Regions from separate parts of the Mus musculus genome. Here regions 1, 2 and 4 are each linked to region 3. Evidence: chromatin contacts called from public Hi-C and HiChIP or PLAC-seq data. All regions are on one chromosome and are shown on one strand. Each heading gives the region's core, a stretch centred on a gene start, on an enhancer-like site or on the middle of the called end of the contact. The rest is flanking DNA. Distances are from core to core; before and after follow the strand shown.

What was found. Hi-C and Micro-C count contacts between places; a contact is called where the count stands out from the background. HiChIP or PLAC-seq counts read pairs in DNA pulled down with a chosen protein or histone mark.
Region 1: a contact with region 3 is called in an H3K4me3 HiChIP or PLAC-seq map of bone marrow-derived macrophages, with 3 times the contacts expected there. The contact joins the enhancer-like site here to the promoter of Accs in region 3. A contact is called at or near these places in 14 of 39 promoter capture datasets (the 3T3-L1 cell line, the C10 cell line, the HPC-7 cell line and 6 more), 6 of 484 Hi-C or Micro-C datasets (B cells, the C2C12 cell line, the HL-1 cell line and 3 more), 6 of 115 datasets of contacts at active chromatin or transcription factors (the 230-238 cell line, astrocytes, bone marrow-derived macrophages and 2 more) and 3 of 9 other capture datasets (adipose tissue, embryonic stem cells and macrophages).
Region 2: an H3K4me3 HiChIP or PLAC-seq map of embryonic forebrain shows a contact between it and region 3, with 3 times the contacts expected there. The contact joins the promoter of Cd82 here to the promoter of Accs in region 3. A contact is called at or near these places in 13 of 39 promoter capture datasets (the 3T3-L1 cell line, 3T3-L1-derived adipocytes, the C10 cell line and 8 more), 1 of 15 datasets of contacts at CTCF or cohesin (the NIH/3T3 cell line), 2 of 484 Hi-C or Micro-C datasets (the G1E-ER4 cell line and liver), 13 of 115 datasets of contacts at active chromatin or transcription factors (bone marrow-derived dendritic cells, bone marrow-derived macrophages, embryonic basal ganglia and 8 more) and 5 of 9 other capture datasets (adipose tissue, embryonic stem cells, liver and 2 more).
Region 4: a contact with region 3 is called in a Hi-C map of LSK cells, with 3 times the contacts expected there. The contact joins the enhancer-like site here to the promoter of Accs in region 3. A contact is called at or near these places in 1 of 39 promoter capture datasets (neural stem cells), 1 of 484 Hi-C or Micro-C datasets (LSK cells), 1 of 115 datasets of contacts at active chromatin or transcription factors (microglia) and 1 of 9 other capture datasets (adipose tissue).

What each region holds. Positions count from the first base shown.
Region 1 is chr2:94,234,499-94,241,231 of GRCm38.p6, reverse strand. Mir670hg (a long non-coding RNA gene) reads left to right here. Exons shown (of 8, transcript XR_003953878.1): 4 at 2,845-2,959. Among named protein-coding and RNA genes, the nearest start is that of Mir129b, 3.5 kb to the left of the region's middle. Within about 2 kb of position 4,556, at least 9 of the 459 cell types and tissues checked have an H3K27ac peak or open chromatin away from gene starts, as enhancers often do. A contact at or near this core is called in bone marrow-derived macrophages, where this site is marked.
Region 2 is chr2:93,457,814-93,464,831 of GRCm38.p6, reverse strand. It overlaps Cd82 (CD82 antigen), which reads left to right and starts at 2,330. Exons shown (of 10, transcript NM_007656.5): 1 at 2,330-2,502. All of the region lies in intron 2 of Gm10804 (predicted gene 10804), which reads right to left.
Region 3 is chr2:93,846,128-93,852,649 of GRCm38.p6, reverse strand. It overlaps Accs (1-aminocyclopropane-1-carboxylate synthase (non-functional)), which reads left to right and starts at 2,707. Exons shown (of 15, transcript NM_001290782.1): 1 at 2,707-2,885; 2 at 4,443-4,733. The coding sequence starts at 4,443.
Region 4 is chr2:94,173,132-94,180,366 of GRCm38.p6, reverse strand. The region is part of intron 6 of Mir670hg (a long non-coding RNA gene); the gene reads left to right. Among named protein-coding and RNA genes, the nearest start is that of Gm39885, 19 kb to the right of the region's middle. Within about 2 kb of position 2,001, at least 394 of the 459 cell types and tissues checked have an H3K27ac peak or open chromatin away from gene starts, as enhancers often do. A contact at or near this core is called in LSK cells, adipose tissue and neural stem cells, where this site is marked.

The sequences.
Region 1 (6,733 bases), core at 3,307-5,806, 390 kb before region 3:
CCGCGCTCCGCGAGGCTTTGATCACTCGCTTTCCCGAGACATGTCCCCCGCCCCCAACTTTTTAGTCGACTTTGTACCACAGGGGGAATTGGAGCGGGTGGCGTGCGTGTGTTTTCGAAGAAGTGAGAAGAAGCTAAAATGTAATAAAAGTTTACAGAAGTTGTGTCGTTCCCCCACACCCCACACCCCAAATATCCCCACTCACAATAAGGGGGGGGGGCATGGCCATAGGGCCAAGTCAGTACCTAGAATATGAATCAGTTTAGGAAATTTTACGGTCATTTTTTTTTTGACCCTAAGGATTGGAATCTAATATGGGGGAGGGGAAGCCCTTGAGGGAGGGGCGGTAGGCCCTAACCATCCTCGGTTAGGATGAGCGGAATCTAGAGGAGGTGAGATGAATCTCCGTGAATCCGGTAGCTCCGAAAAAGAGGGAAAAACACCCAGGCACCGCCCGCTCCCCGGAGCCTTCTTCCTGAACCTGCTTCCAACCTAATTTCAGGCGTGTTGCAGGCTCCAGTACCCACCCATCTCCTCTTTTTCAAAACTAAGTAGCGCAGGAGAGGATGAAACAGGCGGAAACTAGGGAAAACCCCGCGGGGAAGGAGCTTCTGCGAGCTGCAGTTGTTTAGCAGTGGCAGAGGCAGCAGCCCCATGCTGGCCACTCGAGGCTCCTAGACCTGGGAAGGGAGGCAAGCTGCAAAGGGGAGAGCCCGTGGGTCCCCCTCCTCCCCCTCCACTCCTTGCAGTCGTGACCACTTCGGTTACAAGTGGCACAAATCAGGCCTTCAACACGTTTTGTGCCCCGTGCCCTTCGCTAGCTAAGAACACTGCTAGACACCCTTGCCCTTAGGGACTGGGCCAGAAGGACACACAGACACACGCAAATGTCTATGGGGGTGAAAAGCAGTTAGAGGATGTATCTAGGGATGTGATAGCCCAACACCCCGGGGCTGCAAAGCTTCCCATTTTCGGGGAGGGCCTGAATTTCCCCCCGCATCCCAACCTTTCTGCTTTCAACAAACTCTCTGACTCATTTTGGGGGTCCCATAGTTAACCACCTAAGCTCTACTCTCTCTACCCCCTCCTGAAAGAAAAGAAAGGCTAGCAGATGCTGAGAATGCTGGACAGAGGCAGCCGGTGCTAGCTCAGTACGTAAGAAGGCACAGAATGCGAGAACTCCAGACTCCACAGCTAAATCAGGGTCCTTCTCCCCTGATAAAGGATATTTTTTTCCTCCGAATGTATTTTCTGAAAGAGTAAAAGGGTCTCAAAGATTTGAACATGCTATGGAGAGGGAGCAAAAGCTGTGGGGGGATTTTCTTCCTGCCTCTCACCTGGGGCCGTCTGTGGAGCGATAGCTCTGCAGAGGGAGAGGCAGAAAAGCCACGTTAGATTAAAAATAGCTTCGCACTGTGTCCCTTCACCTACTCTTCTGTCTTTTTCTTACTGTATCCCACCTCCTTTCCCTAGTCAGGAAGCCCTTCCCTCTCCAAAAGCCCGACCATTCACCAGATTTGAGATCGAGGTGACCTTAGAGACGATAACTCGAATAACCTGAACACAGGCTCCTTGGGGTTCCTGAGCCCCCAGAGCCCTCATCTCTCCCACCCAGACTAGACTTGGGACCGGAGTTCCAGGGCCCTAAAGCACCCTGCCGAAGGCGTCGTGCAGCTTGCGAGTCCTCACCTCGCCTCAGCCAGACAACTGTTGCTGTCTCAAAGCTGCCGCTGCTGCCGCTGCTGATGCTGCTGTTGCTGCCAGGCAGCTTCAGCCTAGAGCGGAGGCTGCTCACTTTGGGTCCTACTGGGGGGGGGGGGGGTCTGTGAAGAAGGGTCTCTCATTCTGAGGAGGGCAGGTGAAAAGATTAGTCTCCTTTTCTCCTCAAAAAGGGAAAAGCTGTGGCTTCTTGTGCATTTTTCTTCTCCTGTGTGGGGTGACAGCATCAGCTCAGGGACAGTGGAAGTCTGTTTTTGCCTCTGAAACCAGGGTGCCATTGTTGAGGGAGGAAGCCAAGGGTGGAGGGGTAATCACTTTAGTTATTAAACTTCTAATGCATAACCCCTTACCCAGTGAATCAGGTGCTTGATGGAAACTTCTAGACACTTGCATCTGATGCCAAGCCTGAAGGGCCTGTGTAAGCTGGCAGCCTCTAACCCGGTCTGTTTTTCAGAGGGAGCGAGGCGGGATGTCATGTGTGACATAGTTAGAAAGCTGCAGTGAAGACCTAGTCTCCCAAGCCAAATACTGAATGTAGCTCTTGCCTGTCTTAAAAATCAAGACCAGCCATTGTCTGGGAGGGGGACAGTAAGATGGCGCACAGGAACCACAGAACTCCCTTTAGGTCCCCTGTGTTCAATGAGCAGAGACAGGGACCCAAGCAGGGCTTAGCTGTCCCATTTGGGGCCCACTTTACCTGCTGTGATCTTCACTGTTCATCTTCTCACCCCACCCTATCTATTTCAAAAGTATACACCACACACCTTGTACTGTTCCCTTTGCTCTTCTTCTGAGGATGCGTGTTTACTCTAAGTTTGTCTGATTTGCCTGTCTCGGGCTAGAGGCAAAGACAGGGCCTGGTTTCAAGTAAACTTCCTGAAGTGTCATATTATCTCCGGCCTTCTCAATGACAAGACACTTGTGGTTGTCTCTGAAAAGGTCTCCTCATGCAGCAGTACCACCCCGTGCCTTGGCAGCTCTTGACCCTGATGCACTGCTCTGCCCCTTCCCTTTCTAGCAGCCTCTGTTGCCTTGAGCCTTGACTGCCTGCAATCACCCCAGTGAGCAATCTCACACCTTCTTCCTGGGCAACTGAGTCATCTTGCCCGTCTGGTTATCTTTTAGGTGGTCAAGCCCGTCCTGATACTGAATGGTACAGTGAGGAGTGGCCACCCAAGGGAGGCAGTCTCGGAGGTCACAGGAGCTGATAAGCCTGGATGAAAGATCACAGGAGTTCCAGGTGAGCAGAGATGCTAGCCAGTGCATGCTCTTGACTGGGAAGCCTCAAGGCTTCCCATGCTTCTTACATGGTGAGGAGAAAGCAGCAACTGGGGGGTGGGGGTGGGGGCAGCATTTGGAAACAGTCCTTAAAGAAACAGATCTATCAAGAGATGTTAAATGCAAATAAAGTACCAAGGAGGCAAACCTACTGTGGACTTATGCCAGAGGCAAGATTTGGGTATGTTTGGAAGTTCCCACAATCCCCAGTCCTGAGGGAGAGTGGCTTTACTCAATGAGGCCTACAATTCTATCTTGCCTGCTGCCATTTCTTAAGCTGTTTCTGGTCACCTAAGGGAAGGAGAAGTTATCATTTGCTGTGGTCAGTTTCTTCAAAGACATCAATATGCTAAGTGACATCTCACCAGAGCTCAGATAAGGATGGGTAGAACTTTTAGGCTAATGTTTTTTGTGTGTGTGTGCTAGGAAGGGAGAGAGCGAGCTTGCTTTTGCTGTTAACCAGAAAACCCCCTTGCTTCTGAGCTTTTGCTTAGCTTTCCAGGCTTCAGAGTTGTAAAGTCATCTTACTGCAGGATTCAGTTCTAAGCGTGAAAGAGACTGGTAGTGGGGGTGGGGGGTGTTCTCAAGGAGGGAAAATGGACCTACCAAGCCTGGAAGTGTCCTTGGGTGTCACATGAACCCAACTAGGAAGCTTTAAATCTTAGAGGAAGACAGAAAGAGCAGAGGCACATTACATTGAAGAAAACCTGCAGCTTGTTAAACCACAGACTTATATGCTAGATTAATTCAATGTTGGTTATAGGGATTTGTTAATTTTTATAATCTGAGAGCAGAACTCAAATAAAAAGCAGTTTGAGTGGAGTCATCTATAAAGCCCACCAGGTAGAGTGAGAGTAAAGCCCTCGGATTGCTGGCTAGGCCTAACTTCTTTGAATCCCCCCCTTTAAAGATAAGGATCAGAGGTTTCTAGAATCTACCATTGGGAAATAGGTTACGTTAATTCTAAGACATTAAGATCAGACCACCTTCCTCCTTAACTGATACCCCAGCTGCCCTGTGAAGACAGCTTAGAACACAATGCTAGAAAGAGATGATTTTTGTGCCCGTGAGTTAATGTTTTAATGATGTTGGAAGAATCCATTGATGGGTTAAACTTCAAACTTAAAGTAGGTGGTATGTAAAAGTTGAAAGGTCTCATATAAGGTAAACGTACTCACTGTCTCTCCATAAGTCAGGAAAGAAGCGATTTATGTAATTTCTACCCAAGGCACACAGCTGGGGCTCTGACCCACTGGGTTCATTTATAAGTTACTAGATGTTGCCTGTCATTACCAAGCCATAGAGATTATTTACAAAAACAATGCAGGATTTCATAACAGATTTCCCTTCCCAAAATGGCTAGTATTTAGAATGTAGGGTTTCAAGTGTTTATAGCAAGTCTCTTTAGCTTGGACCATCCTGGGGCCAGTGACAGAAGGCTAGGCACTGCCTCCTCCCTTCCCTGAGACACTCATCATTCTACTCTGAGGTTCTGAGCAAGTCTCAGCACAAGAAAGTTGCTGTGTCATAGAAGCTCAGCATTGGTCATTTTCAAAGCCTCTGCCAGCAGGAAGGAACGTGATGAGGCAGATGCCCCTCTTCCTCATTTCCTCCTCTCTCAGGGAGCAGAGTACCTTGGCTAGCAATTCTTGCCTGGTGGCTACATTGTGATCTGGTAACGAGGCATTGAGGGCCCAGTGGAAATCTCCTGGGAGCCCTTCTCACCAACGGGAGAGCTGTGGGCTTCTTCTCCCTCTGGTCTGTTTTTTTCTTATGCTCTTCCTCTTTCTTTTTGACATTTACTTATTTTATACATATGTGTGCAGGCAAACACACGGTGTGCATAAGTCCCAGGACACCATATGGGTTTCAGGGCTCACTCTCAGCTCTGTCACCCGCTGAGCCAGCTCACAGACCTTCTTTCTTATCTGTTTTTCTTCTTTCTCTCCCTCCTTCTTCTTTCTTCAGTTAATTCTGAAGACTACCTGCTAGTTGGATCACTATTAGCCATGGTCAGTTTGAAACTTTACTTTTAGCCTTTCTCTCACATCTGATTTCACTGCCTGCCTCATGCATTTTTACCAATGACAGCCATTTTGAGGCCACCACGTTAACTGTGTGCTCAGAATCCATGACGGCTGGGCTATCTCAGGTCTGTCGCTGTAGTGGCCGCTTCCACGGCTCTCCTTCCATTTGTTTGCCTCAGGTACACTTAATGACAGCTTCTCACTAGGAAATAAGATTTATTTCTGTGCTCAAAAAGAGATGGGGGCGGGGAATAAAAGATGAAAAAAAGCTTTGTTAACATGTAAGACTACGAGAGCTCACACAGGCCATGTGTGCCCCTTTCAGGCCTCAGTTTCTCGTTCTGCAAATGAGATCCTTTGGAGCTCAAATCCTTCCCGTCCATACACTGATTTTAGTTATGTTGAATCTGTAGTTAACAAGGATTTACTTACCCTACAGTGTGTGTTGAGTCTTCGGAGTTAGTAAGTAAATTATTCTTCCTTTAATAATCTGATAAATGCAATAGACTCCACTTCTCTGAAAAGAAAATCATAAACATTTTATAAATGTTTCAGGGATTTCAATATGCCTTTGGCCTCCATGGGCCCCCTATGTTGGTGTGGTCTCCTTGGGCTTTATTTTGTGGTATTAAATTTGAGTTTAGGGTACTCATGTAAAATCAAATCTTGATTTTAGCTCCTTCAGATGCACTGTTGCCTGCCCACACCCCTGTGTGATGTTTGGTCCTTTCTTTTTGGAGAACAAGTATTTGGAACTTAGCAGTGCATGTGTTTAGAGCAAATACAGCCCTGGCCTACCAGCCAGTAACTGAAAAGCAAAGTAGATATGGAACAAGAGGGAAGCTGATGAGAAATCTCCTCATCCAAACCAGCCTTGTCCTGAGAACCTTAAAGAGACGATCCATCTTATAGGCAATGTTCTCGACAGAGTTTGAGGGTTGGTGAAGAGAATTTTGTATGAATCTGTGCAGTGAGCTACAGCCTTAGAGCTGGCAGCAAAGACAGATTTCCTTGAGTGCTTTCGACCACCAGGTAGAGTCCCAGCTAGCCAGAGCTTCTCAAGAGCTCTTTGAAAGGAGAGAGCAGGCCTGTGGGGTTGGTGGGCTGACAGCTTCCAGATAACCCAGCAAAGGACTTACAGCAGGCAGTTCTGTTGGCATCGCAAAGAAGAAAATAGATGACATTAGGATGGAGGTTGTTGGCTCGGCTGTTTGTAGGGCTGAGGATGGAACTCTGGCCCTTCTGTGTGCTAGTTAAGTGCTTTACCACTAAGCTACACCCCAGCTTGAAAATAGGCGTGTTAACAGCTCAGCTTAACACGGAAAGGTCAGCACGCAAAGATTTCAGACTAGTTCTGGTCTTTAAAAGATAATGTTTTTTCCATCCCTGTCTTTAGTGCCTTCAGAATTCTGCCTTTGTGTGAGGAAGGTCAGGGGTCATTGGCTCACACTGGTATTGATCAGATGTTGAGGATTCTGTGCTTGGGAGGGAGGAGGAAGGAGACGCTCTCATTTGATGTTAGACCTTGAATAGCCAGTGGGAGTCACTGCTGGGAGGTGACCCTGGATGTGAAGTGGCCCATCTTTGAAAAGGCCAGATGAGGGTCATAAAAGCTTTGTGTCAGATGACCAGGGGTTAGGGTGAAGTCTATGAATTTTACCTAAGCAAGAAAGCAATAGGTTGGAGTTAAACTGGAAGAATCCATGGGA
Region 2 (7,018 bases), core at 1,081-3,580, 390 kb after region 3:
CCCGGGACCTATCGCTAAATGTGTGGTTGGAACCCTTGCTCACCCTGGCCCATCTGCTCTCTTTCCTTAACCCCACCTGATCGGAGAAAATTCTGGCGTAATTCATCACCCCTCAGCTCTACATTTCGGGCAACCCACCCAAGAGTGCCCCACCCAGGGGCTCAGCTTTTGACCATATATGGGCATGATCCCAGCTCCTAGCTGACGCATCGCATCGTCATCCCTCACCTAAGGCCTATAAAGCCCCTTGTGTGAGCCTTGCTTCGTGACTTCCCTGGTCCACTTCCTTGGGATAGGGTGAACCTGCCTAGGAGTAGCCTTTATCTATTTTAATCTGGTCTAACCTGGTCTAATCTGGCCTACATCGCACTGGTAGAAAACCCGTTTTCAAGGATGACCATGAATCCCCAATCTTCTTTCTCACCTTTACCTCCCAAGTGCAGGGACTTCCGTTTTTTTAGCATCATCCCAGACTTAGTCCCTCACTAGACTGAGCTCTTGGTAAATACAATTTCTTCTCATCTCCACACTCAGAAAGTTGGAGGAGCAGCAGCAGGAAATAGAGGACAACCTGGGCTACATGAGACCAAAAGTAAATAAAAAGTTATTTCCAATGGCCACTGTCACAATATTTTTGTTATTAATCCTTTTGTTTGTTTGTTCCCTTTTCATGCAGCCCAAGTTGGCTTCAAACTTGTTTAGCCAAGGTTGGCCTCAAACTCCTGATCCATCATGCCATGCTGTCTGTCTGTCTGTCTGTCTCTCATAAACCAATAATGTGTTTTTATTAGGTTAGGGTTTTGTTTGCTTTGGCTTTGGTTTTGTGGGTCCCTTCTTAAAGGCACTTACTTTGCCCTGGGTAACACAGATGCTAGGTCTACCTAGGCCCTGTGAGTGAGTCTCAGCCTACCCTATGCCCAACAGTGGCTCTCAACCACAAAGCTGACTCGGAATTACCTGGGACCCTTGTGAAAGCAAACCACCGCAGTTTCCCACCGAGTTGTTTCTGGGTGCCTCAAACCCCAAACATGAACCTAACAAGTTCCCAGGCAGCGATGGGGCTTCTAGGGTGAGAACAGCTTTGAGAACCACTGGGCAGCCTTGCATCCAGCGCCCCACTGGTAAAGCAAGCACATCCACACCCTCCCCTCAGAGGCTTGTACTGCTATGCCAGTGAGATGTGTTGCTAAAGAACTTCAGCAGTTCACAGGTTAATGGCCCTGCTTGTTAACCTGGTAACCTGCCTGAGGCAGATCCATGGTCTGTAGTGCATTGTGATGTGTCAGACATCTGGAGATCTTTGGCAGACCACTTTCTCAAAGAAGAAGCCAGCCATGGAGGTCTCAGGCCCTCTGCCCTCTCCTGCCACCCCTTCACCAGCCTGCTGTACCACAGCTGGCTGGCCTGGGCCACTTCTTCAAGGACCAAAATCCAGAAAAGCTAGGACAAGTATTAAGTATGATTCGAGACGTTGGAATGGTTCACGAACGACTCTGCTGTTAGACTCTAGCCCACGACTTCCCCTCTCTAAAGCTTGGGCTGTGCATCTGTAAAATGGGTGCAAATAATAAAATGGGTACAAATAAAGTAGCCCAGGAGTGGTAGGGACTGAAGAGCAGAGTTTTAACAGCTGTTGGCTTTCATCCTGTCTTTGAGCAAAAGTTCAACCACTGGTAGCTGTTAGTATTTTCAGAAAGTGCTTGGCTCCAGCCGCCTCCACACGGAGACCTGGTCTTGGAACGCGAACGCTCCCACGCCATTCCCGGGTTGCACCAGGATACGCCCGTCCTAGAATGCCAGCGTCGGGGCCCCAGGCTTATAGCCCTGAGCCAGGTTGCTAAGGGGAACAGGCTCGGGGCGGAGCAGAGAATCCCCCGGGAAGGGCGGAGCCGGGGAGTTGCCTCCCAGTTGGAGGCCTAAGGGTGAGCCCCTGGGGAAAGTGATGGACTCAAAGGGGTGAACAGGAGGGCTTCAGAGGACCGCCAGCGGCATAGTTGGGAAGTGGGAAGGATGGGGGAGACCATAGGGGGTGAGACTCCGCAAGGCTGGAAGAGACTGGAGCGGCAGACTTGGGGTCCCAGGTCGGCCTTATCCCCTGGAGGCCCAAAGCAGGCGGAGCAAGGCGCGTACGTGGCCTCGCCTCTAATCTGGAGCTGGAACCAGGCTGCAGGGCTGGGCAGAGCTGGAGGGTTGGCAAAGGGTAGCCAGCTCAGTGTTGTGCTAAGGGGTGTGGCCGTTTGATTGAACCGGGAGGCTGTGGTGGGCGGAGCCTGGTGCTACCTCCCGCAGGGCCCAGAGGGGAACTGTATAGGGGGCGTGTCAAGGGCGTGGTCTTGGGGGGCGTGGCGTGGCCTGACAAGGCCGTTGAGCTTCTGGACTGACTTCGGGAGGGGGTGGCGGGGGAAAACGGAGGGACAGAGCCAAGCTGCGCAGTCAGACTCGGGTTGGGGCGCCAGCTGAAGACGCGGGACTTAAAGCGCGTAGCCAGAACCCAGGCACCAGGTAAGAGAAGCCTGGGGGAGGGGACAGGATAATCGGAAGCAAACTTAGCTTTGTCCGGATTTCCTAGCAGGACCCATTCCGCCAAGCCCGTGGGGCCCGCTTGGCAACAGGTAACAGGCTGGAGCACTTAGTAGCTGAGAAGGGTCGTTCACCTCCGAGTCCCGAACTCCCTAGTTCTGGCTGCCCCACACACCAGCCCTGTGGCCCCGGGCCTGTCCCTGCCCCTAGTCCAGATCTCCTCCGGTTCCAGAAGGAGGAAGTTGATTGAGATGAGCTTCCGAGCGGAATGTGAGGGCTAACAGGTGACAGTCACAGTGGTGTGTGAGTACACTCGCTTTCAGATTGCGTAGCTAGACCTCAGCGACTTCCGCAAAATGTCACTGAGAGAAACGATTTAAGTTGCCCTGGGTTATTGGAAGGAACTCCAAATCCAAAGCAAGGCAGTTTCCGTTCTTTTCCTCCTTCCACGTTCTGAGCGCACCACTGAACTGGGTGGACTTAAGAGTGGAAACCTAGCCAAACTTTTCCAGGTGAGCTGGTTTGGAAGAGGAGCCTGGAGGGATAGCAGCAGAAGAAACTCTCTCTTGGGGTGCATAGGGAGAAGAAGGGGAAACCCTTCCAAACCTGCTCAGAATCTAGCCAAACCCAAGAGAGCTCCTTGCTGTGCCAGGGATTAGGTATTTGTGCAGAAGGGGCTCCACTTCTGATGGTGGGGTGTGTCCTGGGTCCTGGCTGTGCCAAGGATTTAGGCTTTGGGATTCAGCCTAATTGGATTCCACTCCCCTCCAAACCTTAGTTTCCTCATCTGTAACTTGGGGAGCAATGGCCAAACAGTAGTAGCAAGAATTAAGTGAAACTATGTGTACCATGCCTGACAGGCCATTGGGTGCCCAGAAGCCTCACTTCAAAGCTCCTGAGATGTCAGTGAGCAGGTGGTGTGCTGTCTTCCTTCTGGGAAATGAACCCATCTTTGGGGTTTGGCTTGGTTTGGAAGGCTTGTGGGTAACTGCAGCTGTCCCATCCCTGACCTCATCAGAGTCAGAAACTGACACCAGCCATCAACGTCATCTTGTTCTTTTGTGGGTCAGGAAATGTGTTACCTAGACAAAGGAGGGCCTGAGTCCCTAACATAGCTTGGAGATGATGGGTATTGAATTTAAACGACCCCCACCCCCTTGTAAAAAAAACTGCTTAATGAGTCCATGGGCCTAGCATTATCCTCATCCTGAGGTGCTATGAGGCTCCCCAACCCATCTCCCTCCTGGGGAAGTTTCTCTCACAGCTTGGGCTAGCTCAGGGGAAGTCCCAGTAGTCTATGAGGCTTTAGTGGCTGGTATGGGCTGTTTCACTGCAAGTTTACGGTAGGAAGGGCACATGGTCTGCATGAGCAGGGCTGGGCACAGAAGATATGGAAGGTGCCCCATGGGAAATCCTTGCATTTTGGTGGGAGATGAGCCCCTGCTGTAGAGTCAGCTGGAAAGTACTCTGGAAAGCCTGGCTGAAGGCCGCCGGACCACGTGGAAAAGACTGTGTGTGGTGGGGGGCACAGAATATGTGAGGAATCTCTGGGGAATCAGAGTGGGTAGCAGGGATGGGCTTTAGAGTTGAGCAGGACTTTCTGCCTGGACTCCCCAGCCCTGATTAATCTTTGGCCTGCTCCATGGCTGTCAGCCTTTCGGTGGCATTAGATGAGACTTTGCTGCAGTGAGGAGGGTGCACCCTCAGGAGAAGAAGACATTCAGCACCAACTGTGCCTGGTGTGTACAGCACCCTCCCACCACCACTCCCATTCTGTGACGTGAAATGCCAAGCAATGGCACAACGATGGCCCATACCCTTCGGTCACTCAGCGTCTGGAAAGGGGCTTGAGTCAGGGATGTGACAGAAGATATTTGAAGGAAGGATGAGAGGAACCTTTGGGGCCTTAAGGACCAGAAAGGTGGGCCAGAAGGTCTTTCGAACAGAGGGAGATGCTCAAAAGCAGGGTCAGCTTCTTAATGGAGATCTTGAGAAATGGCTGGGTTACTGGTCTAGCTCGGTGGTTCCTACAGTTGGCTGCAACTTTTTAATACAATTCCTCATGTCATGGTGACCCTCGACCATTAAATGATTTTTATTGCTACTTCATAGCTACACTTCTACTACTGTTAAGTGTAGTGTAAGTGTCTGTGTTTTCCAATGCCCATGGGCATCCTCTGTGAAAGGTCTTTTAACCCCAAAGGGGTCAAGCCTACAGGTTGAGAGCCACTGGTCTAGCTAAGGCTGGGCTCTCCAAGTATTAAAGTAGACACGGTAGGAAGGATAAACTCCAGAAGGGCTCAGAATGCCAGTGAGAAAAGCTTGGCCTTGTGTTTTGGGAAGTGAGGTGCCTAAAAAGGGCAGGGGAGTGGTCCAAAGCTTGACACTGCGTGTGCTAGATATGCAGGGGTAGAGGACCTGGGAAGTCTAAGGGACTTTTGGTGAGAGGAGGCCACAGGTTAGGAACTGCAGACAGCCCAAAGTGGTGGAATCCAGCTATGCCCTGCCCATGGGGCACAGTCAGGGCTCAGAAGGCGACCACACTAAGTGGGTGGTAGTCACAGGGAGGGTGAATGCTGTTAAGTGACAGGATGTGGCCTTCAAGAACACCCTATGTTCACCATGAAGGAGTGGAGTCTGGGACCAGTCAGGGAGCTTGTGCCAGTTAGCAGTGAGTGTCTGATCAGGATGGGAAGGAAAAGTACCCAGGCTTCCCTGTTCAGCGCAGAAAAGGCAGGAGTGAAGGGTCAGTCATTTGGGCACAAGATTCCCACAAGGGGTAGATTTTGGTTCCCCGAGGCTGCTCTGAAGTTTGACATGCAGGAGAGCCCCTTATTTTAGAAGTGGAAGTTCCCACTGGTTGGCAACTCCCTCCACCGTGGGGACCAATCCGTTTTCCCTAGAGGGCCAAACAGGGTCAGATCATCATACATTGGGTGGGGGGAGTGGCACCTGACCCGGCAGCATAAGCCCTGAGCATGGTTTTGGATTTAAAGGGTCTGAGGCCTGCTGGTTCTCCTAAACCTCTCCTGTCGAGAGGTTTAGCCTAGACCTCTGCTCTAAACCATTATGCCCACTTCCTCTGTGGGTTGTATCTGTGATATAATCAGTAGCATCAAACAGTCAGGACTTGGCTCTGCAAGAGGCCGCTGGCGGGAAGGGTGGGTAGACCCCAGGCTGCTCAGCCTGAACCCCTCTGTGGGACAGGATGGGGTTGTGACCTGTTTAATCTCAGCAGGAAAGAGCCAGCCTGGGTCTGAGAAGGCAGAAGGGAAAGCCCAGAAGTAAACAGGGCCCAGTGGTCAGGATATGTTTGTTCCTCTCCTCCCCTCAGCCACTGATGTTGTCTTACTGAGAAGAGTCAACCCCGAAGCCAGTGGCCTGCAGGGTCCAGCTGGGATTTGTCCAGTTGACTTACTCCTGACTCACTCCTGGGATTCCCCTGCGCCACAGTGTGTTTCCTGTTAGCAGATGACAGACACACAGGACAGACATGTAAAAGCAGCTGAGAGGATCAGAGGCCTGCGTTCTGGTCTTGTCACAAAGTCCAGCTCTGGTAGTTTGTCCACTGTGTGAACGTAGATAACTTCCCTCTTCTCTCTGGGAGTCCCTTCCTGGCTCTGCTGCTAACCAGCCTTTCCTTGGTGTTCAGGTGACACACACATGCACACCCAGAACTCAGCAGTGGACTGAGCAAGGCCCTCAGTGTGAGTAACTGTGCTCTTTCTTATTCTGTCCCTTTATTCTGCCTGGTGGAGCTTGAGCACATAGTATGGCACATGGCCCAGTACGTAGTATGGCATATAGCCCAACACTATACTCTAGAGTTTCATTTCCTAGCTCTGTAACTGTTTCTGAGACTGTGTGTGAATCGGGAAAATGATGTTGATGATCCAGCACAGTGCAGATGCTCAGTGGCTGAGAACTGTGGTTAGGGTCTGTATCTGGCTGGTTTGCTCCAGCTCTACCAGGGACATTTCCTCAGTGTGCCCTCTGCCCTGCCTTCTGTGCCCCTCCATTATTCATCCATGAGATGTCCACAACGCTAGTCATTTCTAAGTGCCAGGTGCTTCTGGGCTCTTCTACCTGGGTCCCCCCATGACTTAACTTCCTTTTGGTCCTGCTGGTTTGTGGTAAAAAGAGGCCTCTTGGGCAGGGACTACCTTGTCCATTTATGTGTCTGGGCCTACTGTGGACACTCACAAAATGAAGCTAACAGAATAAAGGGGTTTTGGGGAGCATTTCAGTTGGATTCAGCTCCCTGTGAGATCCTTAGTGACTCCTTTGAGAGACCACACATTGAGGAAGCAGGGCCTGGAACCTGCACCAGGAGGGAAGTAGACTGCCTGGACTTTCATGGTTTACCACACAGGGCTTCTGCTTCCCCATGAAGCCTGATCTTTACTCTACAGAGAGGGGAACGAGGACTTCCTACAGTCCCAGCCTAGTGAGGGACCTCTGTATCCCTCAGTGAACCCTCACTCAGCCGTAGACACTT
Region 3 (6,522 bases), core at 1,458-3,957:
CCCAAGCCTCATACACTGGAAGGGGAGAAGCGACTTTCAGAAGTTGTCCTCTGACTTCCACATGCATATAATGACACACGCCCGAAGTAAATAAATGTAATTTTTAAAAAAGTTGTCTGGTGTTTTAAAGTTCTGGACATTGCACTTTCTTGTTAACATTTGCTATTTGTATTAGTTATCCGCGCCCCCCCCCCCCCCCCACCACCATGGCTATGACAACTGCCTGAAAAGGCAATTTGAGAGCAGAAAGGGCAGGCATGGTGGCCCATGGTAGCATCTGCTTGCAAGCCCCCAGACTTGGGAGGCAGAAGCAAAATGAACACTACATATCTGAGGCCAGTCTGAATTATCTAGGAGGTTCCAGACCAGCAAGGCTGCCTAGTGACACAGCAAGAGTTTGTCTCATGGCTTTGGTGGTTAATCTTGATTGACAACTTGACCAGATCTGGAGTCCACTAGGAGGCAGGTGAGCTTTTCTTTTCTTTCCTTTTCTTTTCCTTCCCTTCCCTTTTCTTTTCTTTTCGGTGAGCTTTTTTTCTGATTGGGTTAATGGAGATGGGACGAGCCACCCTAAGTGCAGGTGACACAGTGTAGTGGTGGGCAGAGGGGGAAGCTCTTGCCTCTGTGCCTCACTGGTGAATTTACTCAGGTTTCAAGCCATCTACCCTGCCACTGCCTCTGCTACTGTATTGCCACCACCCTTCACTAACATCAGAGCCAAACCTCTCCAGCCTTCTAATGTGGACTGATGACCAGTGGCACTCCCAGAATCCTCCAGTATTAGGGTTCTGTAGAAGAAGAGAACTAATGGAATATATAGTCACATAAATTCATATATAATATGATTTATTAGCATGACTTACAGGCGGTGATCCACCTAATCCAACAATGGCAAGCTCTTGATAGACAGTCTGAGAATCCAGATGTTCAGTCCATGAGGCTAGTGTCTCAGCTTGTCTTCAGTATACCTCAGAATCCCCAAAGTAGGCTCTGGTGCTAGTGAGGGAGGCCCTCGGGAGAAGGATAGATATATGAATTTGCCAGCCAGAATGGGGCAAGCTGGAAAAAGCAAAAATCTCTTTCTTCCATGACCCTTATAGAGGCTGTGACAAGGTGTGGCCCAGATTTAAGGTGGGTCTTCCAACCTCAATGATCCAGTTAACTAAAAATTCCTTCCAGATGTGCCTAGCTGCTTGCTAGTTATTTCCAGATGTAGTCAAGTTTACAGCCAAGAATAACCATCACAAGTCCACCCCTTGTCATCTTGACACACAATCACCTCTTATACCATGCTTAATTTCCAAGTGAAAAAAATGAGGTCATGACTATGCCTAACATGATGTAACCATCTCATGTACAGCCGTAAACACGGTATGTATTTTAGAACAGGTGGCAATATTCCCTTGAGGGGCATTCTTTGAGTATCTCATAACTTAAATATGACAACCACTGATATTATCTTAATTTGATGTTAGCATTACATGATAAGGGATTTGACAAAAGAAAACAAATATCTGTACAAACACAGTCTTAACACAATGTGACAGAAACGGTCACGTCGATCACAATCCTCACTTCAGCAGTTGGTTTGAGCTGGTGTGTATAACTACCTTCCTCTCCTACTCTTCTGTATTTCCTCTGTCCTTAGTAAGCACCTCAATAGGTCTTGGTGTTTTTCTTGGAAGAGTGACCCATACCAAGGACATTTATAAAAAGGAGCATTTACCTAGGGGCTTGCTTACAGATCCAGAGGGGAGTGCAGTGACAGGCAGGCATGGTGCTGCAGCAGTGGCTAAGAACTTACATGATCCTCAGGCGGAAGGCAGAGAAAGAGACGGGGCGTGGCTTTTGAAACCTCAAAGGCCACACATTTGCCAACAAAAGCACACTTTATAATTCTTAAACAGTCCACCAAACGGGAACCAAATATTCAAAAACATAAGCCTGGGGGCGGGCATTCTCATCCAAACCACCACAACTTCTGTGACAGATTGGAACTACGGAGGCATGCTACCTTGTCAACTTAGCCATCACTGGCGCGCAGTGTCTCCTGTGTGAGCATAGCCACTGTTAAACTACCTAGATTATGCTCCTGACTCTGGGAGGCTTATAGGTGGCAGTATTATATTTGCATAGATCGTTATCTATCGGTCTGAGCCTCCTGGTCTGTGTTTGACAAGAGGTTGTTTCCTAGCATAACTATAAGAGGTGGAGTTATTCGATTTGGTATTTGCACTCAATTTGGCATGCCTCTGCAGGCACACAGTGAAAACGACTTACAACTTCTCGTTGCTTTCTTGCATTTTTTTCTAGTACCTGGAATTGAAGTTTTTCCTTTGTCTCCTCACATCTCTAAAAATCTATTTAGTATAGACTGGAATTCAAAGAAGTCCCCCTTTGAGAGCTATTCATTCCTGGGTGTTCCCATGGCCATATGAATATACATATACATGTCGATACTTTTCTATATTTCTTTTGTAAATCTTTTTTTTCCGGGCCTTGAGAGAAGCCTTTACAAATAGATGGCGGGGAGATCTCATGCTTAGGTAATGCCCAGGAAGATTGGTGTTTCAGCGGCTCTGAGCAAGTGTGTCCGAAAAGCTAGAGGTATCTGAGCTCAGCCAATGAGAGAAGGAATGGAGTGGGCGTGGCCTTGTCTTAACCAAGATCCTCCACCCCTCTGTTTCTTTCCCATTTCTAAGTTCGGACTCCAGTTTCTGGCAGACAGGGAAGTGCTGAAGACCGGAGCTTCCTCTTCTGTGACCAGGAGTCAGGGCACAGACTCCTTCCCTGTGTTCCCGCCAGATCGCCAGGGGGCAGGCTGCTCCGGTATCACGGAAGTCCGATCCGGAGAATATCGCGCGCGTGAAAACCCAAGGTCCAAAGTAGGTGCTGTATCCGCCACAGTGCACCGAAGGGGCCGGGTTCGCTCCGCGGTGCTCTTGATCGCTTCCTGCCCTTAGGTCTGGAAGTCTCTGAGGCCCGGAAACCCCTGGCGGGCCCTGCAGACCATTCTGTCTTTGTTGTCTTGGTTGGGCTGGTGAGATCACTAGGCCTGATTGACTACAGCGCCTTGAGCTCCTGCTGGGTTCTGGCTGCATTTAGGTCTGTACCGCGTTGTCCACAGCCCGAGCATTTGGTGATGTTTTTCCTCGGATCTAGGCTATCGGTGGAGCAGGCGTGTGCTTTGCTGAGTCCCGCCACCTTGGGGAGGACCCCAAGATTTGCAAAACAAAAGTAAACTGCGGGAGGGGAGGGCATTTTCTGTGTCCCCATCAACCATCTACCAAGTAAGACTTGTACCTTGAGACAGGGAAATCAGAGAGCATTTGTGATAGAGTGATTCATATTTTAGACTTTTGGCCACTAGCCAGAGTTTGGTATGAGTGCTTTATCGCCCTCAGGTCCTCACTGTTATTCTTTGAGATGGTTATTGGTCCACCAGAGCGCAGGTGCGGCATGACAGAGGAATCCTTAGGAGGCTCCTACATTTTGGTAGGCAGGAGACCCTCCTCTGCGGCCCTTGTGTCCTTTGTGAGTAGAGACAGGATCCAGGAGTGCCTGCACTTGTAACTCCTACTCCCCTTTCACCCCCACCCCCACTTCCCACCACCTTCTGCTCCTATCCACCCATCACACAAGAAGTCCAGAACTGTAGCAGTGATCTGCTTGGGAAATAGCCTGGTGTTCTGAAACTGAGGTGAGCAAGCAGGGGGAAAGATTGTTGGTGATCCCTGAGGCTGCCGAAAGGAGAAACAAATGCAGAAATGCTGCAAGCTAAAGCCACAGTAGATTAGCTTCGTTTCTATGTAGCCAGCCTGGTGTGGTGCTCACAGGTCCTCAACAGATTGTGTTTGTTGAAGTGTTTAACTGGATAAGGACACAAGGGATGATACACAGCTTGCAAGAAGAGGCAGATATCTTAGTTCCAGCTACTAGGGAGGCTGAGAAAAGAGGATCACCTGAGGACAAGAGTTCAAGGCCAGCATCAGGCAACCTCAGGGGAAAACCAGGAAAGAGAGAGAGAGAGAGAGAGAGAGAGAGAGAGAGAGAGAGAGAGCGCAACCAGCCTAGGCAGTAAAGTGTAAAATGCTTTTCTTGCTTTGCAGTCATGAGGACCTGAATTTTATCCCCAGAACCCAGATAACAATAGTCCGATGTTCACTCTTCATCATTCTAGAGCTGGGGAGATGAAGACAGGCTGGTCTCTGGGCCTCACTGGCTCAAAAGTCTAACCTAATCTGCAAACTTTAGGGCCTAGTGAGAGACCCTGTCTCAAAAAAGCAAATGTGGACAGCTCCCAGAATGATATCAGAGGATGTTCTTGGGCCTATACACAGACAGACAGCACAGTCACACACACACACACACACACACACACACACACACACACACACACACACAAAACCCTTCAGCGGGCATGTGCATTTGTGTTTTGGCAGATGTTCTGTCTTCCTCAGCAGGAATCCACGGCACCTACTACCTGCACAGGCTCAGCCTCCACTCAGGACATGGACAGTGGCTATGGTGATGGCCTGCAAGGAGAATGCCTCAGAAAACCAGACCAGACGCAGCCCAAACTCTATGGAGTAGGTGACCCCACGGCCACGTTCTCCTCTGACAGCTCCTGCCTGTCCTCCAGAGGAAGAGTCATCAAATGGTTCTGGGACTCGGCTGAGGAGGGCTACAGGACCTACCACATGGATGAGTATGACGAGGACAAGAACCCCAGTGTGAGTGAAGACCCCTCCCCACTGCGACCCAAGAGCAAACTAACTGCAGGGCAGTCAGCACCCAGCTTGCTCTTGCCGGGCTGGAGTTATGATCCTCAGGCTCCAAGACGGCTGTTAATGTCTGCTCTATACACAGTTCATCTCTGAGATGGGTCAATAATATCTGCTCTGTAAGAGTCAACATTAAGTGGGACCAGGGATGTTAAAATTAACAGTGCTTGTCATGTAGTACGCTTGATAAATAGTAGCCGCTGTTATTATCCATATCATCTGCCTTGATTATCATAATTTATTGTATATAATAGTTTGGCAGGTCAAAGAGCTGCACAATCATCCTTATTAATGGTTTTGATCTGTTGAGCATCCCATCAAGTATCAGCGGCTGTTCAAGGCACAGGTGTCAGAGCTGTGAACTCAAATCCTGCCCTGTATATAGTTTAGTTGAGATAGGCAGAACAAACACACACACATAACACTAACTGATAGGTACTGCAGAGAAAATGAAGACAGGGTGAAGGGGGCAGGGGATGATGGCAAGCTGGGAAATGTTGTTCTTTGACATAGGATATCAGAAGGCAACTTTACTCTGGTGACATTAGATCAAAAACTTAGGAAAAAAAAAGGCGAGAGAGATTGTGTTAGTTATCCATTGCTGTAACAAATCACCCCAAATCTCAGCAGCTTAAGTAGCAAACAAACATTTCCCAGTTGCTGGGGTTCAGGACTCCTGGTGGGTGTTTTAGGGCAGGGGTTTCCATCACAGTACCCTGAAGCTGATGTTGTAATGGCATCTGAAGCCTTGCCTGGGTGGTGGGACTTGAACAGGTAAAAGGCTCCATCTCCATGTTCACCTCTTGGTGGGCATCTGTCCCTGTCCACATGGACTTCCCCCCGCCCCCAGGACTGCCTCAGTTATGACAGCTGGCTCCCTCCAGGGCAGATGGTCTAAGACAGAATAGGAGACTCTGAGTACTCAAGATGGAAGCCACATGCTTTTATGACCTAACCTTAGAAGTGACATTCCATCAGTTCAGCCTGTTCTTTCCATCAGACACAGTTGGCAGATTCAGTCTCTATGCAGGGTGCTGTGGTAGAGGCTACCCACCTCCAGGAGCCATGCAGCTGCGAAAACAGCTGGGACAAAGGCCCTAGGCTGGATGACATCAGCAGGCAGCAAAGGGACCAACTGGGCTGCAAGTAAAGCCAGCATGGTGGGAGATGAGTTCAGAAAGGCTTTGGATTTTGTAGGGACTCACGGGACTTGGTGAACAGGGAAGGGTATGTATGAAGTGTTCAGGAGAGGAGCAGGATGTCTGCTGCAGCTTCAGTAAGATATTATAGGGTTTCATATGGAGTCCATATGGGGATTGGACAGGAGAGGAGGTAGGAGCTATGATAGTGATCTGGACAAGAACTGATGGCTTACACTAGGAGTTGGGTTGTCTGCCTGTGGAGGAAACAGTTTCCTTTCCAGGGGGTGACAAGCATGGCCTGGTATGTGTCTAGCTCCCAGCTCATTCACATTTAATGGTTTTGTCTTTTCTGATTCCTTCACTGCTCGAAGAAGGCAGGGGTCAGGAGTCTGTGCCCTCCATTAGGATAAGCACCTATGGAGAGACAGCCAGATGTTGTGTCCTGTTAGCTGGGTCCCCTAGGGAGTCATTTACACTGGCACAGGGGCTATCCACTGAACATCCTTACTCTTGTTTTGTTCCCAGCAGAGTGCGATTTGTAATGTTTTTGGAGAGACACTGCGGTGTCTTGGGCATAAATCTTTCCTCAGGGAGCT
Region 4 (7,235 bases), core at 752-3,251, 330 kb before region 3:
GTAGTGTAGCACTTGTTATTTATGAAAGTACAAATTGAAGTAAGTAAAAAGTAAAAGATAGTTAAGGATTTCTCTCATTGTACCTTCCTAGATGTGAAACATAGTAATAAACTAACTGGAACATTAGGTAAGGAATTATTTAAAATAGAATTTGGAGAATTGTACTGTATAATATATAGAAGTATCTATATAGGAAGGCTTTGGTGTGGGTGTATGTGTGTATTAGGATTTCTGAGTTTTGTGATCTAAAATGAATGAAATCTTTTGAATATCCTTTCAAATTGCAAAAGTCTTCTGTGGAAAAAGTGGACATTGTGTACATTTGACTTTATATTAGGGACTAGGAAAAACAGCAAGTATTTTAGAAGAATACTAGTTGTTATTTTAGTGCACGCATCAAACTCCAAACAACTGTTTTGCCCCTTAGTCAGTTACCTGTCTGAGCATGTCAGTTTGTATATGTATATCACGGACTTTTTAAGCCATATTGATGATACAATCATCTCTAAAAATGAATTGTTAATCTTTACTGAAATTATGGCCAAAATATTTGAAGGAAATGCATTTAAAACTCTTATTTTTAATTAAATTGAAACAGACTTTGAAAGAGTTCATTCATGAGTAAAGTATGCAATTATGCAGTTTCCTGAAAGAATAAATTCTCAGCATAGTTTGTAAAATATTATAAGAATGTTTATTTGTTGTTTGTTGACATTCTTAAGTCAGGAAAAAATTGGCATTATATGCTGTTGTTATTGATAGTCTTTCTGTTTAAAAAGGGAAGTGTTTGTTAGCACATGAGGTTTTTTTTCTTCCTAAAATTTTAGCTTGAAATTGAAAATGTATATTGTTCACAATTAATTTTTCTTACTAAGGCTCACTTGAAGTTACATGAAGTTTTTAAGTCAATGTATTTGAAAATTTTTGTTTTATTAAATGGAGAGACGTAGAACATTGTAACAGTTACAGGATGGTCTTTCTCTTGATTCCCAGAAAAAATTTAAATGTATTTTAAATTAATAGTGTTGAGTACAAATTTCTCTGAACTATGATAACTTAGAAAAATGAGAGAAAATTGTAAAAATTAAAGGGAAAATTAATTGAACCTAAATGTATCCTTGCAATGGTGTATATTTGACTGTGTGACATCTCTGGAGATTAACAAAAAGTACTCTGCCAGGGATAATGTTCTGTGAAGCTAAGCTGATTTATATGATAAGGGAAAGAGTCCAGATAGCGTAACTGTAGTTGTTTGTTAAAAATTCCGAAGTTAGTTTCTGATTGTGATGGTTGAAAGTAGGTGCAACAGTTTGGTTTCAGGGCGAGAAAGGGTACAGGGCTTGTCAGCCCTATAGCCATAACAGGGTTAACAGCGGGGCCGCCCGCTGCACTCTGGGAGTTGTAGTCCGCGTGCATTGTGGGAGTTGTCGTAAAAAATCCGCTCTTTTTTTGCTGTCATGGCCGCCTCCGAAAGGGCGATAAGAAGTTTTCTGCTTTCTGAGGGTCTTGGGGGACTGTCTGATCTGTTAGAAGGCTACCAGCAGACCCTTGGGGTGGCAGAGACCCTGGCATTCTTGTCCCGGGCGTGGACAAGAGGCCTGAGAGGGTCCATGCTGGACTTGCAGTGTTTCCATGAGCCAGGAGGCCTGTGACTGCTTGTGGGGTCGCAGGCGGCCACATCCTGGTGGTCTGCCCTTCTGCCTTTGACCTGTCTGTCAGTATGGCCTGTGCCTGGGTGTCTGGAGTGTGCTCTCTGCTCTTATGGTTTGTGTTCTGCTCCGTCCTCTTGTCTTACACACTCTGGAATCGTGGTTGCGCAGGACCCGAGTGTTGCTGGGCCTTTTATTCTGGGGGTAGTGGGGCTTAGGAGAGAGCCAAAATTTTAGCAAGCGTGTTTATGTGGGTGTTGCCTGTCTGCTTTGGGGTGTAAGAACTTGCATGAGTTCTCGGCATGGGTGCGGACACGTATTTGATTGTCTTTTGCTTGTACTGAACTTTGACCTTGTTTGCAAATTTTGTTTGTCCAGCTTGTGGCTGTCTCCTGTTAGCGTGGTTTGTTCTTAAACCTGTACAAGTGTCTCCGGGAGTGGGTTTTGAGTTGTTTGTGGGTAGGTATATGGACAAAGCTGAAGTGAAAGCTGGTGGCAGGATCACAAGTACCTTTATCTTTAGGGAGCAAAGCTCTTTGACTTTCCTGGTGCTGAGAAGTTATTTAGATTCTTTTGGGGGAACCCAGGTTTGTTGTTACCCATGTTACATTTGGCTCACAGTGTTCCTCTGCAAGTTAAGGATCTTTGATACTGGCTCTTGGGAACACCTGAGGCAGAATGGATTACTGTGAATCTCAGGGTATTAAGATAATATAGTTGCTGAGCATGTCAGCACCTGTCTTACCTGTCCATACAGAATTAGGTCTCTGTGTTACTGCCAGTGTGTACTCTTAGGTACATTCTGTCTATTTCCATAATCTGGAGTTATCCACCCTGAGGTATGATTGCTTTTGCAATAAGGTTTTGGGACCCCAATACCAATTTTTAGTTTTAAAGGGAATCATGTGACAAGACTTACAGGGAAAGGGTTAAAAGGTTGCATTGTGATTGGTATTTTCTTACATGTAAAACTGTTGCTTTGTTTTTGTATATTGTTTAAGAATGCTTTGATGTGTGTGGTGAGGAGGGTTTCTCTAATTTTTTCATCTTTACAGTTGCTTTCCTCCTGACCGCTTAAATGTAATAGAAAGATCCGGCTAGAATTGTATGTGCAATTCTGTTTCAAGTGACTTCAGTCTCCTATCCATAGACTCAGTGCTTGTTGGATTGCTAGTCAGCTTCCTCCCCTTTGTCCTCCTCTGTTACTTAACTCACTTGCCCGTCGAGTGAAGATTGAGAAATGTCATTTTAAAATAATCAATACTGCCTGAATGCACTAATGCTGGCAAACTGATGTCGTATCTGGGAAGGCAGAATGTCAAGAGTAGCTGGGTTTGCCGGGGCATTCCAAACTATCACAAGCACAGTGTTAATTTGCTTTGAAAGAAGTTGCAGTTACCTGCAGCTTGCTAAAGAATGCATTAGGAAGCCTTCCGAAGGTGCTTTGGGAAGGGCAAGGTCCTGACTTCAGTAAAGCTGGGGATGAATTTAATCTTTGTGTCTGGATACTTACGTAAGTAGATAACATTTCCCTGTGAAGCAGTGAGGTTTTTATACCCCAGAATCCTGGCATTTCGTCCCCAGGGCCTCTGTTAGGTACTTTCCACGGTGTGCATTCCAGTTTTGGAACTGCTGGGAAATGTTTTCTGTGTTATTCACTAGTAGCAGGATTAATGGCTTCAGAAAAGAAAATATTGTAAGACCTACTTATATTTTCTGTTTAAAGTTCTTAAGGCTGTACACACTTGCTTGGAATTAAAAGTTTCACATGGCTTCACCAAAATTTCTTTTAGTGTGAAATAACACCAAAGATTAATATATTTAGTTACGTTTTTACCTGTGTGTGGAGGTGAGGTGGGGGTGGGTGTTCGTTTAGAGCAGAGTTAGGACGACCTGTGGATGTTAGTTCTCTCCTTCCATCATATGGGTCCCAGGGTTCAAACTCAGGTTATCAGAATTGGTAGCAAACATCTTCACCCAATGAACTATCAGCGCCCTCAAAGGGTAATTTTCCTAACCAATATCTTATAAATATAAGCTTTAGAAAAGTCTACTGTTTTTTCAAAAAAGAAATCCAGGATCTGAAGAAATAGCTTAGCAGCTAGGAACACTGGCTGCTCTCCCAGAAAACACGAGTACTTGAGTTTGGTTCTGAGCATGACCAGTGGACAGCTTGTAACTCCAGCTCCAGGGATCTGATGTTTCTGGCCACTCCAGGAACCTGTCCTCATGTGACACTGACATGTGTACATGCACACATGTACATTTTTATGATTTTTAAAAAGTAAAACCTTGCTGGGCAGTGGTGGGGCACGCCTTTAATCCCAGCACTTGGGAGGCAGAGGCAGGCGGATTTCTGAGTTCAAGACCAGCCTGGTCTATAGAGTTTCAGAACAGCCAGAGCTATACAGAGAAATCCTGTCTCGAAAAACAAAACAACAAACAAACAAACTCAAACTTTTGAAGATGACAAATACTTAGTTTTTCCATTTATCACTATAACCAAGATGAATGGGCAGTAGGAAGGGGCCTGGAGTCAAGCCTTTCTAATGTCTTGTTTTCCTCTATGCAATGGTTTAGTTTCTGAGAATAAGTAGTTTATTCGTGTATGTGGATCAGTGAACATTTTTATGTGCATATGTGTGTACACATATTCAAATGTGTGGGTTTACATGTGTACGGAGGCCAGAAGTTGATGTAAGATGTCTTCCTCTACCTTATATACCAAGGTAGAATCCCTAATATGAACCCCAGAACTCCCTGATTTGGATAGTCTAGCTAACCAACTTCCCTCAAATCCTCCGTGTCTCTCCAGAGCACTGGATTTACAGGCAGGTCACCTTGTAGATTCTGTGGCCCTCAACCTGCATAGCAAGCTCTGAACTATCTACTCAGCCCATCTATGACTATGAGTGTCAAAACTGCACAACAAGATCATTCAACACCCATTTAGAACCTGACCTTTAGTTTTCATTTATATTATTTGAAAAATAATTGGTTATTGCCATTTGTATAGCTACATATGGATTCCTTAAGTTTAACATATTTGGCTTAAAATCTCAGTACTCTTATAAATTTGTGTGTATGTGTGTCTGTGTCTCTGTGTGTAGGTGTGTATGTTTGTATGTGTGTCTCAGTGTGTCTAGGTGTGTGTGTGTCTCTGTGTTTGTGTGTATATGTCTGTGTGTGTATCTCTGTGTGTATATATGGTGGTGGGCTTACATGTGCCATGTTGCAGAACGTGCAAGTCAGAGATGGTTTTGTGGAGTCAGTTCTCTCCCTTTATGTGGCTTCCATGGATTGTGCTCAGGTCACGAAGCTTGTACAAGCACTTTACCCAGTGAGCTACTTTGCTGGCCCCAGATTGCAGTACTCTGAAAATGGAGAGTGTTGTCAACCCCCCCCCCTCCACGTCTGAGGGTTTTGGGTTTTTTTGTTTGTTTGTTTGTTTTGTTTTGTTTTGTTTTTGATAACGCAATGGTGCAGTCCTTGAGTGTGAACTTTGTAGATGATAGAGCACTGAATCACATTAACGTCAAAAGTTTGGTCGGGCCTGAAGATAATTTTTTTCAAGCTTTCTCTAATGTACTTCATTTGTTGGTTCTCCAGTATGCATTTCCAGAACAGAATTAATAAGTTTGGTCTGCTGAGCAGCATCCCCATCATTGTCATCAACAGCAGCAGCATCATTGGTTTTTCGAGAAAGGATTTCTCTATGTATCCCTGGCTGTCAGAACTCGCCTTGTAGACCAGGCTGGCCGTAAATTCAGAGATCTCCCTGCCTCTGCCTGCCAGTGCTGGGATTAAAGGCATGCACCTCCATTTCCAGCTAAGGCCTTACTTTTTCAAGGCAGAGTGTTACATAATTTTAATGGGCAGGATAGAGCCAAACAAGTTACTTTCAAAATACAGTGTAGATAAAAAATACTGATTCATCCCCATAGGTAAGAAAGTGAGGAGGCATGCGTTTGTATTACCTCTTAAAGGTTTTATGTCCTACAGTGTCAAAGACCATAAACGATCATTTTTGTTTGTTTCTGCCTCGCTGACTTTTCCATTCATCTTTCTACCTCAGTACAGTTTTATGGTCCCAGAACTTAAATGATGACTGGGTGTGATGTTCCACACTTGTGATCCCAGCTCTAGAGGCCGAGGTAGGAGGTTTGCCACAAATTTGGGGTCAACCTGGGTTATAGAGTGTATCATTGTCACAAAAGAACAACATTTAGATGACATTTAAATGATATATTTATTATGATTTTATTAAATCACTGTTTCCCCAAAATCATGTGCTTTGATTGCTTAAAAAAACATTCGTCATAGGAACATGACGACATTAATGAGGAATTCTTGTCCTCTTATATTTTTATACTTAAAAGGCTTTAAGTGTTTTATTCTAGGAAAAAAAAACATGAGTCAGTGACTTTGCTAAGTCTTACCAGAGTTTGGTCTATAAAAAGAAAAGAAAGAAAATTCAGGATAGAAAACTGTGGTTTCCTTTTCTGCAATGTAGACGTTACACTGTGAAGACAGATGTACAGCTTGCCTTTTTTCAAAGGAAGTCTAAAGACCTAGGGGGTGGGCTTATGAGGTAAAGGGCTTGATGCACAAACAGAGAGGCCTGAACCCAGATTTCTAACATCCACATAGAAAGTCAGTCACAGGTGGATCCCAGGGCCCACTTACAACCAGTTTATCTGAAATAGTGAACTAAGGGTTACTTGAAAGATCCCACCCTGGCTCTGCACACATGGACTTACATGTGGACAGGTGTGCTACCCCCATACTGGGACATACACCTATGCCACACACTAATACAAAGAATTTGAAAGGACTTCTTGCCTCACACTCATGAAATAAGTAGATTGTGGCAATGTAGTAGGATGATGTAAGAAATCGTGACTTTAGTCATCGAGATGGCTCAGTGTAGATAAGGGCACTGGCTATCAGCCTGATGATCTGATCTCAGTTTCTGCAACCACGTGGTGAAAGGAGAGAGCTGACTCACAGTTTCTCCCCTGACTTCCACATAAGTGTGTGGACGCACACGCACACACACACACGCATGCGCGCACACACACACGTGCACACACACACGCGCACGCACACGTATCAATAAAAGTTTTTAAAGTTAAATTTAAATCAGTGAATGAGACTGAAGCCACAGCTGCTTAAGAGCAGATACTGCTTTTGTAGAAGACTGGATTTCAGGTACCCACATTGCGTCCCTCGGAGCCACCTGTAGCCTCTATAGGCACCTGTACTTGGGTACACAGTACCCAATAAAATAAAATCCTCAATTCACAACAGGATAAAGTGGCTCTGTATGCTTGCTAATCTAACAGTGTTTGTGAACTGCTTTCATAGTTTAGAAGAAACCCCTAAGTCCATACTTTTCATTGTTTGCAGGGAGTTTTGGTTTTGTTTATGAGGAAGCCATATATTTTTCAATGAGATTGTGTTAAAAGAGTGGCCAGGTTTTATGTTTCATTAGTGCCCAAAGGTACAGAATACATGCAGTGTATCAGGGAAAAGGGCCCATTTAACTAAAGGTTTAAATGATTACAGTGATTTTTAAACTATTCG